2 separate regions of the Hordeum vulgare genome follow, and region 1 is linked to region 2. A link is a contact called in public Hi-C data. All regions are on one chromosome and are shown on one strand. Each heading gives the region's core, a stretch centred on a gene start, on an enhancer-like site or on the middle of the called end of the contact. The rest is flanking DNA. Distances are from core to core; before and after follow the strand shown.

Evidence for each region. Hi-C and Micro-C count contacts between places; a contact is called where the count stands out from the background.
Region 1: a contact with region 2 is called in a Hi-C map of seedling, with 2.9 times the contacts expected there. The contact joins the promoter of LOC123439986 here to the promoter of LOC123443916 in region 2. A contact is called at or near these places in 1 of 6 Hi-C or Micro-C datasets (seedling) and 1 of 1 datasets of contacts at active chromatin or transcription factors (embryo).

Annotation. Positions count from the first base shown.
Region 1 is chr3H:380,649,332-380,652,186 of MorexV3_pseudomolecules_assembly, reverse strand. LOC123439986 (late embryogenesis abundant protein Lea14-A-like) reads right to left here and starts at 1,461. Exons shown (of 2, transcript XM_045116582.1): 1 at 998-1,461; 2 at 505-908. The coding sequence starts at 1,293. The coding sequence ends at 659.
Region 2 is chr3H:380,313,067-380,316,195 of MorexV3_pseudomolecules_assembly, reverse strand. It overlaps LOC123443916 (neutral ceramidase), which reads left to right and starts at 1,543. Exons shown (of 10, transcript XM_045120479.1): 1 at 1,543-2,088; 2 at 2,828-3,129. The coding sequence starts at 2,901.

The sequences.
Region 1 (2,855 bases), core at 212-2,711, 340 kb before region 2:
TGCAGATTTTTTTTCAAAAACTAAGGTGATTATTGCAATAAGAGCTTTATTTTAGAAACATGTCGGTAATTAACCAATTATTTTAACAAGAGATTTGTTTTAAAAACATTGGTGAAGTTGCAAAACAGCTTTACGTATAATCCCTCTTTGCAGCAAGAGCGGAGTGTGTCATATCTCACCCGCAGCGTCGCCGGCGTGCATCATGGGGAGCCGAGGAAAAGATCTCAGGTCAATCTCTTCTTTGTATTCAAGCCCTCTTGAGCTTCATGGGTTGCAGCGTGTGACGAATATGAACACTGATGAAGGGTGGTTGTGATGGATGTGAATAAAGGAAGTACGTCAATGGCTTGGGCAAGGACCGGAAGGAAGAAAGACAATGAGAGAAGGAAAGCATGACTGAGGATAAGAAAAAGAACGATGCGGTGCGGAGGGTTCGTACAGGACACGCGTCCCGTGCTAGAGACGACAGATGCTCAGAATTAAATCGACCGGTAGAAAGAAATCTTTTCCCAAAAAAGAATGCCAAGACTTGCAGCACAAATCTAATTTCAACAGTCATCCACGGATCAGACAACCGGACCGTCAAAGGCCTCGTCGTTGACAGTGTTTTTTTACACCCAGGGTTAAGGTGGGGCAAAACAGCGTGCAGCTAAATTGTTCAAAACAAATCCCGAAACGTGGGGAGCTTCATCTCCCCCTCGGTGCTGACCGGGATGGTGAAGGTGCCGATGACGGGGAGGTCGATGGTGATCCCGACCTCCAACACGTAGTCGATGTCCCAGTCCCCGCTCAGATCCTTCATCAATGACATGACGAAGTCATAGGGCACATTCACCGGCAGCTCCAGCTTCGTGGTGCCGCTCGCGCCGATCCAGCCCGGGTCAGGCATCGTGCCTGATGCTATGACCCTGGAATCACGGGAGAAACCATGACATATAAGGGTGTGCATATGGCCAAAGATGATCGTTGAGGATGCAAGATGATCGAGTGCACGAACTTTCCGTCGCTCTTGAACGTGTAGGTGAGCTCGCAGATCGGGATGCGGTACGAGTAGGGGTTGCTGACGTCGACATGGCTGTGGAGCGCGACGCCCTCGCGGCTGATGCTCTTGAACGAGACCCGCTCTAGCGATGCCTCGGGCTTGGGGATCTGCGCGATCTTCTCCGCGACGAACCCCTTGGCCTTGCCCACCAGGCTCGCCACCACCCCTCCTCCCTCTCCTGCCTCCCGCGTCTGCTGATCCTCTCCGCCTGGTTCTGCCGTCGTCACGTCGTCGTCCTCTCCCGTGCCCATGCTTGGGGATTGGATGGAATCAACGGCCGGTTCCTACGTCGCACGCGCGGCGCGGCGCGGCGCGTCCCGGAGGCCTGCGGGAGTGGACGGACGGGGAGGGGAATGAGCGGCGCGTAGAGGAACCGTGGAAGCCGCGCGCGTTTGCGTTTGCGGGTGCCGAGAACGCGGGTCGCGTCCGCTCCGGGCGAGGTGACGGACCGAGATGTGGCCATGTGGGTGCATGGGGCGCCACGGCCCCACGTGCAGTGAAGCGTGCAACACCGGCTTCACAGTCGTACCATGTGCAATGCGTTCGATTTGTTTAACTGGGGATCGATGGATCCGTCCATCCAGTTTTTTGAATGCTCTTTCTTTCTTAGGAATGCCATTGGACACATTTTATTAAAACGGGAGTTCAGTCCGGAAAAAAAAATCAAGCCGGTGTTAGAGCATCCACAGCCGGACCCCTCAAATCCGATGTCTCAAACGCCCGCGAACGTGTCCGGATGCGTGCACGGACACTGAACGGTCCTCAAATAATGTAGTCTACATCCGGACACCTCAAATCTCATATCTTAAATTCATACAACCCATGCAACTACGTCAATTTTTTTAAATATTACATTTTTTAATTAACTACACAAATAATATATCGTTTCGAAAGTTTGCGAAAATAATACGGCATCAGCCGCACCGCTTTAGTCGGCTTTGTTGTGGCCGAAAGGGTCTAGTCGGCCGCGGCTTAGCCGATTAGTGGCTAGTCGGCCACGTGGGAGTCGACGATTGGCTCGGCCACGTCACAACCGGTCACTCGGCCTGGTGGCTAGGCAGTCGGCCTACTACTGGCCGATAAGGCCAGTCGGCCTCGACGAAGCCGACGGGAGGCAGGTAGGCCTCTGCCGCCCCACTCCCCCCTTCTTCCCCCTTCATTCCTCTTCTTTTCTCTCCTCCTCTTTGCTTCTCTCCCCACACGAAAACACACTCATTTATACACGGAATCTGAGTCGATTTTTTCCTCATTTTCCACCGTAGTTGGGCTTTAGAGGGTTAGGGGAGTCAAGCGAACCATCGATCGTGTGATGGGGTAGTTCGTGGTGGTGACGTTGACCATTTTGGTGGTGGTAGTGCATGTGGTTGAGGTGGTGGTGGTGGTGGTAGTGCAGGTGGTTGAGGTGGTGGTGGTGGTGGTGGAGGTTGAGTGGAGGTGGTGGTGGTGGTGGTGGAGGTGGCGGTGGTAGTGCAGGTGGTTGAGGTGGTGGTGGTGGTGGAGGAGGTTGAGTGGAGGTGGTGGTGGTGGTGGACGTGGCGGTGGTAGTGGAGGCTGTTGCGTTCGTCATTCTTGTCTCAGTGTTCGTCGTTTGTTTTTTCTTCGCACGCTTCAAGGGTAAGATTCAACGTCTGTCCCCGTAGCTTAGTGTAATATATTTAAGTCTGTGAATTATTGTGTTTAAATAATTTTAGTTGCTCCCGTAGATTTGGATATATTTAGGTCTGTGAATTAAGGTGTTTGAATATTTTTAGGTGCTCCGGTAGCTTTGGGAAATATATTTAGGCCTGTGGGTTTTTAGTTGATACGGAAATAA
Region 2 (3,129 bases), core at 294-2,793:
ATTTTTGCGCGTAACTCGTGCCAAAATTATGAACAACTTGTGTAGGTTTGCGAGCAACTATCTGATCCACCCCCTACGAAACTTCTCATCACCCCATAGACAACTTCTCATCTGTCCCCACTTATGCAACTAATCAACACCGTGACTTGGCTAGCAACACCCGCACGCTCAGTAGGGTAGGCGGGTGGACTTCCCCAGAAAGAAAAGAACAAGGCTCTCATACCATCCATCCTTATGTAGTTTCAAAATTTGAAATCATGATAGACAACTTAGATCCCACGAAAACTTGTTAACATCGTAGGCATCTTAGGCCCCTTAATGGATAACTTTCATAGTATCGTAGACAACTTACAACTCATGTTAGGCAACCTTCCACCCTATCGTAAACAACTTTCACATTATCATAGACAACTAAAGTATCTAGAATTTTTTTGATGTATGCAATTTAGCAACCATGGTAACCATCTATTAGACTACTGCACACAACTATTAGTAGCCTAGTAGGTGAATTCACTAATAAATCCATCTAGCATCAAAATTGCCCCTATTTAGTATTAAAGTTGCCTCATCTAGCATCGAAGTTGCTTTTGATTTTTTTCTTTAAAACATACTTATATGAGATCTAGTTTTGAAGAGTTCGTCATCAGAAACCCAACGATGAAAACGGATCATAGTTCCGACACGTGGTTTGAAAAATATATATTTTTAATTTCTTTCATACCGAAGTTAATGCATGTTACGTCATCATTGAGGTTCACATGATTACTTACAAATGATGTTGAGTTGCCTAAATACAATAAATTTGTCCCACATAGTTTTTTATGTTGTCTATGATATACTTTTTAGGTAAATTCACTAGTACACATGGTGCAATAAAGTTGCTTATGTTTAGCACTAAAATCGCCTCGACTAGAACCAAAGTTATTTTTTAAAAGAAATCATTGAAATATCTCGTTATGAAATCTAGTTTTAAAGATCTCGTCGCGAGAAACCTAATGATAAATACAGATTTTCGTTCTGACGCTTAGTTTAAGAGTTATATCTTTTTTTTAAAAATACTATAAAATAAAGTGAGATGACATCATCACATGCATATGGAATTCTAATCATCCACCACCTAAGGACGTCAGGTACATCTCGACAAGGAAGGAGTCATGCGCGCAAGTATCGGATACTCGTAGACGTGCGTTCGACGCGACGTAATAATACAGCTGTATTTTTAAGTATTTGAATTATTTTATTTACAATAAACATCGCAATTGGGGTTGGCCGTCCGCAGGCGCAGCCGCACACGTAGCCGAACCCAGGCGTCTTTGTCTTGTTCAGACCAGATTTGCCAAGCAAACAGACCCAATTCATGGAACCATAAACCCGTACAGGGATACCCACCCATTAATGCCTCCTAGTCCCGAACTCATGCTTCATTTAGTAGAGCAACTCTATCGTCTGCCAGATGATGAGATGGACCAAATCAGTCAGATCTACCAGTACGTACCAGAGTACCAGATCAGCCAGACGATGACAACCACAGATCGACGGATACGGCATGTTGCAAGAGCTCCAGGGTACCAGATCTACCAGCTTCTATGCAAATTTCTTCAACAATAAATTCAGGTGTGAACAACCGGCCACCCCGCCGGTAAAACCCAGTCACGCGGAAAAGCGCAAAGCCGGTGGCCGGAGCCGCACTTTCCTTCAGTCCTATCCCACCAGTGGTACCCCACCACGCATCTACCGGCCCGCCCTTTCCGAGCCGTGGCTTGGACGCCACACCCTGTCCGTCGCCGTCTTCGCCACTCCGCCCCTGTCTCCACTGCCACCTCCTACTCATTCCCGCCCGTCTCCCTCACCGCTCGTCAGATTTGATCGACAGCGCCTTGGTGCTACTACTAGTATTAATAAACTGCTCTTATCCAGTGAGCAACGACTGCAAGGTGCCCTGCTTCTTGGAGTTCCCAATCGATCGCGTCGCGTCTCGTCTGCGCTTGGCGTGGGTTTGTTTAATAAACGGCGACGGAGGTGACCAGCCAGTTCAGCAGCAGCAGCTGAAGCCGCCGGGGTTTCCAGTTGAGATTCGCCATTCGCATGGTGAGTTCGCCTGCTCGGGCCTCCTACCCCTTCCTTCCAGCCAGGTCGCGTTGGTTGTTCGTTTCTTTTGTTTGTCTCCCGACGTGTGACAAATTGGACGCGTTTCGCTGGATCAGGCCATTAAATTGCGTGATTGTACTAGGTTTTGATTGTAGTCGGTGTGGATTTGGGGTTGGTTTTGTGCTCCGGTTGGGTTGTCTTGGCTTTGTATCCTGCCAGTGGCAGTGCCCCCAGACTGTCACACTGAAAGTGCTGCTTGTTTGGTGAGAGAGTGGCCGCAACCCGCGTGGCCTTGCTTGTGGAATTTGGCTTACTTTGGACGTTACAGGGGTTGCTTGTCTTGTGAGAGACGCGGCCTTGACGTCCAGTCGCGTTGGTAGGCAATCCCCATTTCAAGGATTTAATAGCGTGCGTGCTCGACCTGGTGATTTAGAAGCAAGTTTAAATGGTGTAATTATCGTGCGATCTGCCCTACTACTATATGTATGTCATGCTCTTGTTGCTTCTGCCGTGACAATGTCGAGGAATCCATATGTCAGGCAACATAAATTTCTTCATGCTCAATAGGTCTCGTCTGCTCATAATGTGTTCATGTAAAGGAACACAGTGAAATTGTGTTGCCACTGTTTTTTTTTAAATTATTTTAGAAGCCCTTATTGGACAGTTTACACCCTTTCCCCTTGCACCATTATGATAGAATGTTCAGCTAGTTTCTCATAGGCTTTCTTCTCTTTTGTAGTGTACAGTAAATTTGTTCTTCTGAGATTTTGGACTTGCATGAGTTGATTAATAACTCCATTCCCTGATTCCTGATGGAGGCGTCATCTTGCTTGCGCTGTCAAGTCCGTGGTTTTGGTTCGTCAAGGATATGGCTATGTCTTCTTTTGGTTCTTGTCCTTCAGAATTGCACCCCGGTGCTCTCTGACTCTCCATATTTGGTCGGCATGGGAAGCTATGACATAACAGGGCCAGCAGCAGATGTTAACATGATGGGATATGCAAATACTGAGCAGATTGCATCAGGGATTCACTTCAGGCTAA